Linked DNA regions of Pan troglodytes: region 1 is linked to region 2. A link is a contact called in public Hi-C data. All regions are on one chromosome and are shown on one strand. The core of a region is the stretch at or near the end of the contact, and the rest is flanking DNA. Distances in the headings are between cores, read along the strand shown.

What was found. A called contact is a pair of places that touch in the nucleus more often than the background predicts.
Region 1: a Hi-C map of induced pluripotent stem cells shows a contact between it and region 2, with 3 times the contacts expected there. The contact joins the promoter of GEM here to the enhancer-like site in region 2. A contact is called at or near these places in 4 of 7 Hi-C or Micro-C datasets (blood, induced pluripotent stem cells and stem cell-derived neural progenitor cells), 1 of 1 datasets of contacts at active chromatin or transcription factors (stem cell-derived excitatory neurons) and 1 of 1 other capture datasets (stem cell-derived neural stem cells).

Annotation. Positions count from the first base shown.
Region 1 is chr7:104,469,720-104,474,228 of NHGRI_mPanTro3-v2.0_pri, reverse strand. It overlaps GEM (GTP binding protein overexpressed in skeletal muscle), which reads left to right and starts at 1,733. Exons shown (of 5, transcript XM_001142306.5): 1 at 1,733-1,953; 2 at 3,656-3,995. The coding sequence starts at 3,665.
Region 2 is chr7:104,199,152-104,203,627 of NHGRI_mPanTro3-v2.0_pri, reverse strand. No RefSeq gene overlaps it. Among named protein-coding and RNA genes, the nearest start is that of PDP1, 76 kb to the right of the region's middle. Within about 2 kb of position 1,382, at least 10 of the 24 cell types and tissues checked have an H3K27ac peak or open chromatin away from gene starts, as enhancers often do. A contact at or near this core is called in induced pluripotent stem cells, stem cell-derived excitatory neurons and stem cell-derived neural stem cells, where this site is marked.

The DNA.
Region 1 (4,509 bases), core at 484-2,983, 270 kb before region 2:
AACTGAAGAACTATATCATATGCTTATAAACTGATTTCTTCTTAGTTTTTACTCCTATGATGTTTCTGTTGAGACCAGTTGACAGAGTAGGAGTGTCAGTATGGAAAAAGCATGGATCATTTTGAAACATGGATTATTCATCAATTACATGTGTTTTAGAATGGAGTCAGTGATATACTCTTGGAGATGATCTCCCCCACCCCCCATCTCCTCCCCTTTTCCTTTCCCCACATCTGTAGCCACTTCCTGTCAGCTAAACCCAGAAGAAAAACTTGACAGAAGCAAAGGGCATCCAGAGAATTATGATCCCCAGGTTGTAGTTCCAGTTCTGTCATGTCCTAAGCCGTCATCTCCTCTCTGGGTCTCAGGTTTCTTATGTATAAGATAAGTAGGAGATTGGGGCCACAACACCTGAGACTAAAGGAATTCTAAGTTTTCATTACTCTATGGATTCCACCTTTGCTAGCTTGGGACCTGGCAGGTCTCAGCAGCTGGTCATGTAGCTAATTCTCAAAGCAGATAAATGCCTGCAGGATAACTGTGAATCGACTCTAATCACAGCAGAGTCCAGCTGCTTCAATAGATGCTGGTGCCTTTGGCTGCTTCCCGGAGCCACCAGCCAACCCAGAGATGAAGCTGGCTGGAAAAGCGGATATGTTGGAGAGGCCAGCATCATCTCTAAACACAGCATCTGGGAAATACCCATGTCCCCAGAAAGAGGTCATTGAAATTCTTCACTTGGTGGTGCAGTGCAGAGACTCAGGAAAACCAGGCTTTGAGTCCTGACCCTGCCACTTTTACCAGCGGTGTGACCTTGGGCAAATTCTCTGGCCCTATGTTATCTTCCTCCTCCATACAATGAGGGTAGCAATAGAGCCACCTTGCAGAAGTGTAGTAAGGATTAAGGTCCCAGGAGGCCTAACAGTACCTACTAAGCAGAGGTCCTCAGAGGTACTTTATAAATGGTAGTAGTAGTTATTATCCTGTGCCCTTTGTTCACAGGAGTCTCTTACAGGGGTGTTGGTCTCAGTGCTCCTCCCCATGGCCAGGCTGTATTGGCTCATGCCCAAGGCGTAGCCTTGCCAGGGAGCCTGGTACAGAGATGCTGCTGATTGGGATGCTGATTAAATTCCCTGATTGAGGAGCCTCAGCATTCTGGCCCAGAGCAGGAGGGCCAGCAATATTTAGCACAATCTGCTTGGATCCTCAATTAAATTGTTTTCCCAAACTGCCCTTTTCAAGGTCTTGTCCTCTTTCCTCACCTCTTTCTGGCCTCTTCTCTCTGGGTCCTTGCCAGAGAAGGGAAACAAAGCCTTGTGGGGCTCCATCTGCTTCCCCCTATCCAGAAGAAGGTGACAAGGCTGTCTTCCTTGCAGAAGATGTGGTTAAAACAAGCCTTGGCTATTCAAGGTGGCTGCAGTCTCATCCTGGAGGCTAAAGTCTCTGCGCATTCCAGGTTGATCTCTGTTTTCTTGGCAAAACTGAGCTCTCAATTCAAACCTGCCTCTCCCTTCCATCCTTTATCCCGACAGCTCGCAAGTGCTTTGCTGGGAAGGACGATTAAGTGTCACTTAGTGTATTTTTCCATTTTCCTGTGTTCATCTGGTAAAAAGAAAATAAAACAAAATAAAGGAGGCCCAGGATTGAACTGTCATTATTTTTTAAATGGAGAGAGAAGGGGTCACATGACTGCGAGTAACTGATTTAGCCAAGTGGCTGCAACTCCGAGTTTGCTGCAGAGCCGCCCCCTCCCGGCGGGGGCGCTGACGTCACGGAAAAGCCCCGCGGCGGGTCGGCTGGGCTGGTTATAAACCGCCCGGCCGCGGCGGCTGCAGGCGGCGGGCACGGACGGCGGGCGCGGCGCAGCGCAGCACTCCCCGCTCGTTGGCCCGGGTATCCCAGCGCGGACCCACGCGATACACTGACGCCCCGACGCCGATCCGGCCGAGCCAAGTAAGGGGGACGGCCCGGGACGGAGAAGGGAGAGAGTGGGAGTTTCCCAGCCCGCAGAACTTTCGAAGTTGAGAAAAGAACCCTTGGAACGTGCGCTCAGCACTGGGATTTTCTGGTAGGGGTCAGAGCTTCAAGTGCAAAGGATGTCGCTTCTCATCAGCAGGTTCCTTAGTTCAATTCGGTAGAAGGGTCACCTCCCCCTACAGATCGAGTGGTCAGAGAGGGCAGCCCTTAATGATGCTTTATGTGTTTGTTGTTTGAATGTAAGTCTGCCAACTGAGGTGCTGCTTTTGAGACTAAAAAACCGGCTGGTCGTCCTGGTTAGTGGCGAGATGTTGGGGTACGGAGTGTGGGGGTGAGGGTGGGAGAGGAGTGTTTGTGCATCTTGCTGATTGCAACGTAAGTACTTATACTTTGTCGCCAGTAGCCGGAAAAACAGACCTCCCGGCTAGGGGAGGCAGTCTGCAAAGGGAAAGTTGTAGAGAAGTTGTTGAATATCATTTAGGGGAGTCTTCAGCCTTCTGATTTGCTTCAAGAAGGGGGTCTGAGAATGGTGGCTCAGGCCTGTGATCTCAGCACTTTGGGAAGCCGAGGCAGGAGGATCACTTGACCCCAGGAGTTCGAGACTAGCCTGGGCAACATAGTGAGACCACCGTCTCTACCAAAAAATAAAAATTAAAATTAAAAAACTAGTGGACGTGGTAGTGCAGGTCTGTAGTCCCAGCTACTTGGGAGGCTGAAGTGGAGGATCACTTGAGCCTGGCAGTTGGAGGCTAGCTACAGTGAGCTATGATCGTGCCACTGCACTCCAGCCTGGGTGACAGAGCAAGACCCTGTCTCAAAAAAGGAATCTGAGTTGAATTAAAGAACTCTTGAGAATGGATGTGGTTTTTTAAGAATGAGGCACTTTCTCTGCAAATTTCATAGGTCTGAACATGAGCAGGTCATTTCTCTGCCAGGGTGTCTAGGTTTGGAGCCGGGATGTTTTAAAAGTGGTATCTGTGGGTAAGAGGGCACAGCTGAGGCATAAACTTTAAACAGAAAATTTCCCCCCTACCCCCAATAATGGCAGGTGGATGCTCTCCAGGCAGCTGGAGAGCATCAAGGCAACTTTACTAAACATGGAAGTTCCAATAAGTGCCTGTCCAGTCCAGCCAGGGTTGCGGTGGGCAGGGGAGGGGAGGGTGATGTCATTGCCACGTGTTTCCCACTGAGGCACAAAACCTGCTGGACACTGGTGCAATTAAGAGCCAAGTTTAGACAAGAGCAGCTAACCTGACCAGCTGGTCCCCAGCAACATTAACTTGTTGCTTTTCAAGCCATCTTTGGAGGCTGCTGGTTCTTTCCAGCCGCCTTTGTGCCAGCTCTGAGTGCAGCTCTTCTTTCATCCAAGTCTGCTTTGAGGAAGGGGGAAGCCCATGGGCAGTGGGTGATGTTAACAGCATTTGTTTTCCCATGCAAATGACAGTCTGCCTGAGGAGCTGGTTACTGACAGTGTGGGCAGCGTGTTTGTCTGTGTGTGTGTCCAGTTGAAAGCCTGTCTTGTTGGGGTTTGGGGGACTGTTTAATTGGTGGTCTTTATGTTAGGGATACTTGCTTCTCATCTCATCTAATAAAATATTACTGATGACTGACCACGTATTTGAGCGGAGCTCTCACTCATGCTTACTAATGCTGCCATCTTGGCTGCTTTGCTCCCCAGGACTCAACGATGACTCTGAATAATGTCACCATGCGCCAGGGCACTGTGGGCATGCAGCCGCAGCAGCAGCGCTGGAGCATCACAGCCGATGGCAGGCATCTGATGGTCCAGAAAGAGCCCCACCAGTACAGCCACCGCAACCGCCATTCTGCTACCCCTGAGGACCACTGCCGCCGAAGCTGGTCCTCTGACTCCACAGACTCAGTCATCTCCTCTGAGTCAGGGAACACCTACTACCGAGTGGTGCTCATAGGGGAGCAGGGGGTGGGCAAGTCCACTCTGGCCAACATCTTTGCAGGTGTGCATGACAGCATGGACAGCGACTGCGAGGTGCTGGGAGGTAGGTGTCCCAGCCCCAGTGGGCTTCTTTCCACCAGGGGTGGCCCAGGAAGAAAGAGCGAGGGTGGGTGACTTATTTACCCGCAGAGTTGGGAGCTGAAGTTAGGCATTTTGGACAATTGATGGGGGAGCTGAGTCTCCAGAAAAGCCCAAGCACAGGCTTTCGGGGCAAGAAAATGAAAATGCTTGTAGACAGGACCAAAATCTGTTGATCCTGGGCCAGAAAGGGAATTCTTCAGATTCCAATTCTAAATGGGTTGGGGAAGGCTGATTAGAGAGGGCAGAGCCAGAGGGTCAGCGCACCACTTGACTTCTGCTGACTCTGACTTGAACATTCTTCCCGGAACTCAGTATAGACACAGCCTTTTTCCATGGTTATACCTAAAACAAGCCAGTTGGAAAAGCTGTTAGGATGGCTTGATCAGTTTGCTTCCACCAATATTAGAAACTTTTGTGGGTGTTAAATAGTTCAAAATCTGTATTTGAAATAGCATAATAATTTTTTAAAATGTGAA
Region 2 (4,476 bases), core at 133-2,632:
TTTCAATGGCAGTGTTCTCCTTCTTGGTTCCACCCTGGGCTAAGAAGATGGTGAGAAACAGGCCTGCCTCCCAGAGAGTTGGTTGCCTTCTTCCTGGTTCCAGCACTGAGGCTGCCATCTCTCCTATTGCTAGGAGCCAATCTCCAACCTTGGGCTGAAGTGGATAATTAGCTCTTATCAGGGCCTCTCAATCAGGACACCCCTGGAATGGTTCTGAGTGCAAACTTAGATGTTTAGAGGGTCCGCAGGCAAGGACAGGCAGGGCACAAACAGCCACTACAAAGTCCTTGGAAAAGCCCACGGTGTTAAGTCCCAGGTTCACATCTGAGGATTTCCTGGAGAAAGGCAACAGGGGGCAGGGGCAATGTTTTCCAACACAAATAAATAGAATAAACCATCTATTTATTCGGTGATTCTCATGTGCCAGGAACTTACATGCTTTATCTCATTATCCTTCATAACAGTTAACTCTACTAAGTAAATATTATAGTACCTCTTTTACAGATGAACAAATGGAGGCATAGAATCTTATTTATATAAAATATTTTATTGAGCACCTGTTATTTTTCAGACATTGAGAACTGAGTGATGGGTGTGGCACAGTCATTGTTGTTGAAGAACTTCTGGCCAAGAGGAGGTCAAATAATTTGCCCAATACACTGTCACTGATAGGAATTAAGGGCCAGAATTTAAATATAGGTCTGTTTGGCTTGAAGACTTGGCCTTTATTCATTTATTTGTCATTTATTCAGCCATCATTAAAGTATTGAGCACCTACTATGTGCTGGGCACTTTGCCAAGGGCTGAGGTTAATAAGATGAATCGGGTACAGTTGGTTCCTGCCCTCATGGAACTTAACCCCTCTGTGCTGCCACGTGGACCCCTGGCCAGGGAGGCGCAGCTATCCTTCCCCTGCCGCGGAGCTATAGCCCTACTGCCAATTTTAGGCTGATTCTCTAAGGCCCTAGTTCATTCCTACTGTTACCACAGTGGGACATTTCTAGCTTATTTTTCTTTCCATTTAAAGACAAGAACATTTTCTTTGTTAGAGAAAACGCCGATTCTGGAGAGAAGAGATCACTTATAGACGGGATGAATATAATTGAATAAAATAAAGAAAATAAAAGGGACGGATTTCCTGTGTCTTCCCAAGCAGGCCCCGCCTTTTTCTCCATGACGGATTGAAGGTAGAAAGCAGGTTGGTTTTGCCCTGGGGCTGCGTCAGAGTCCCCACCGGATCTGCACACATCACCGTGGCGTCAGCTGCCCACGCTTCACCTGCGCTGAGGTCATATTTCTCCGACCACGTTAGCAGGATCGTGTGTGGCGCCCGTGCACATCTGACGAGCATGTAACTGACGGCGTTGACTCCTGCCCCCGCCGCGGGGAGCTGGGAGCTCTGTGCAGACGCCCCGTCCCTGCTGAAATCAAAGGGGTTAGCAGCCTCCCAGCTCCCTCTGTTGACGACTTCAGCCAACTGTCATCTCTTCTCCAAGAGCCCTCTTCTGCTGCCCTGAGCCTCAGATTCTTTTTTGTTCCACTTTCCTTTAGCTTTTTGACTTCAGGATTAATTTGGGGACTAAATTATGTCTGACTAACCCTTGCATTACAGGCAATGTAATTTCGTTTTTGTCCTTAGTATTCAGAAAGGAAACTGTTGACGCCATTATTTCCTGTTCTATCAAAGAGGTGGGCTGATGTTTGTGTGGCTCACGTTCCTGTTAGGAAAGCTATAGTCTGTATCATGCCTATTACTTTTGTCACCTCTCTGGCTCCTTCTTGTAGGGTCTGTTGCTGTCCTTCCTCCTGGCTTTACCCACCTTCCTGGTGTCCCAAAAAAGCCCATTCATCTCCCATCCTCAGTGAGGGCTGGCTATCCCCTTGTTTTCTGGGGTTTGCCTGGGCATGTCTCACCACAGCACTAAAGTGATCACTTCGCTGTTTACTTGGCCCTTTTCTGTAATTCTCCCAGAGCAATGTCCTGCTTTTTGCTCCGCATGTCACATCTCAAGCCAGTCAAGTGTTTTGCTGCATGGATGAATGGATCTCTATACACCTCACCCACTGCTACTCCACAACAGCTACCAATGATAAAGATGGGATTTGTCTTGAATTGCTTTCAGGTCAAAGTTAGCCTTGATAGTCTAGGTTGCCAGATTTAAGTTTAACAACATAAGGGGAAATTCTTAGCCCACTGCCTGACACATAATGAAATTTAATAAACATCCATTTCCTTCCTTCCTTGGAAGAAGTCATTCAGCCTGAATTATCTTAGAAGGAGTCCATTCTTAGATATGAATAAGCCTGTACCCAAGATTAGAGGAATCAGAGCTCCGCTCATAAACATTTCCATCTTTCCAAAGAACAGCTCTAAAATCCAATATGGCAGAATTTGTGAGCTAATAGAAACCTGGAACTAAACAGCCCTTGGAAATCATCTCTATTGACTCTTAGGCAATTTGGCAGGCTTTAAATAGATGGAAAAAATTAAAATATGCAGATATCACAGCAGCTGCCGAAGATTACCTCTTGGCTTTTTCTTGAGCACAGTCTCCAGTAAGCGGACTATAAGCGGACTACAGTCATTGTGCTACTCCTCCCAAGGAACAGTTCACCTTCCCTGGGCTCATCTGCTTTGATACATTTGTTGCTTTGAAAACATAGCTGGCTGGGCACAGTGGCTTATGCCTGTAATCCCAGCACTTTGGGAGGCCAAGGTGGGCAGATTGCTTGAGCTCAGGAGTTTAAGACCAGCCTGAACAACACAGCAAAACCACATCTCCACCAAAAGTACAAAAAATGAGCCAGACACAGTGGTGTGCATCTGTGATCTCAGCTACTTGGGAGGCTGAGGTGGGAGGATTGCTTGAGCCTGGGAGGTGGAGGCTGCAGTGAGCCAAGATTGTACCACTGCACTCCAGCCTGAGTGACAGAGTGAGACCCCATCTCAATTAAAAAAAAAATAGCCGCTGACTTATGGTGGTCCTTAAGGAGATACTGCAGGCCCCTTGTGAGATCCCATAAGTTTAAGCTGGGATGACTTCCTTCAGAAGTGACAGCACATCTAAACACAGGTCTGCCTGGAAGGAGATGGTTTGGCCTAGGGAAAAGAGCACAGGCTTTGATGTCAGGTGCACCTGGATTTGAATTCTGAGGCACTTTCTTACTGTGGGGCCCAGTGCCAGGGAAGTCAGTAACTTCTCTGACCCTTGCTTTGCTCATCTGCAAATGGGCAAAATTAATGAGGAAAATGAGAAAATTATGAAAAATGAGAAAATTAATACCTATCGCTGGAGATTGCTGGGAAAGTTAGACAACTTTAGGTCAGGCACATAGTAAGCACCAGACTAAGTTCCTTGTTGCACATTTGAACATCACTGGATCAAACAGGCTCAAAAGAGGTGCTCTTGACATATCATGCCATTGAGAATAGGAAAGGATTCAGGAGAAGGCTTTGCTAACCACACTTAAACTATAATTTTTTTAGGATAGTCCATATCTACTGGTAAAAATAGGTTTCCTAATAAATATAATAAAGAAGGTGAAATAATAGCACTTTTTCTGTTGTCTTAATTGATTGAATTCCATTTCTGCTATGTAACAAGATATGCCTGGCGTTGGTCTGTACTATATCCACGCAATATTTTCTCTTTTAATTTGCTGTCACTTTTTGAGCACCTATCATGTATTTCATTAGGTGCTTTACATAGACTTTTCTCATTTAAGACTCCCAATAATCCTATGGAGGGAGTGTTATTATTCCAGTGTTACAGATGAAGCTCAGTGAAATTCAGTGATTTTCCTAAGGCTGCACATGTTTGCCTGACTCTAAGTCCCCTCCTGATTTTAGAGGGTGTGTGTATGTGTAGACCACTGAAACATGGCCTTTTTATGTGCATGACACTGGCTTATATTTATCAGAAATGCACTGTGAGTTCTTTCTCCCATGAGGATGGTACTGGTACTCAAGAGATATTTGTTGGATAAATGAATCTTCTCCTTCTCATCGGACCTTACTTGTAATCAGCCATGTCTTTGTGTTAGTAGCCAGAAACATCCATGGCATGGAATTTCCTCCCTCTGAACAAAGGTCTTACTTTTGTTTTTGCTAAGCTAACTATGTCAGATGAAGGTCTGGACATCCACTTGACATTCAAAAAGTATCAGCTATATTCTTTTCTTATTTACAAGCCTTGTCTACCACCCCAGCCTCCATGCTCACTACTTCTCTACATTCTGGTCATACTAGGCTGCTTCTAGGTCTTGAAGGCACCATGTTCCTCCAGCCTTGGGTGTCTTCCCAGGCTGCTCCATCTGCCTGGAATATTAACCCTTTCCTGAAGAGTCAAATTCTGCCCAGTCTTCAATACTTAACTTAAATAGAACTTCCTCCAGAAAACCTCCCTGACTCTGTTTCAGTTATCAATTGCTGGGTAACACACCTCTTCAAAATGTAATGGCTTCAAATAACCACCA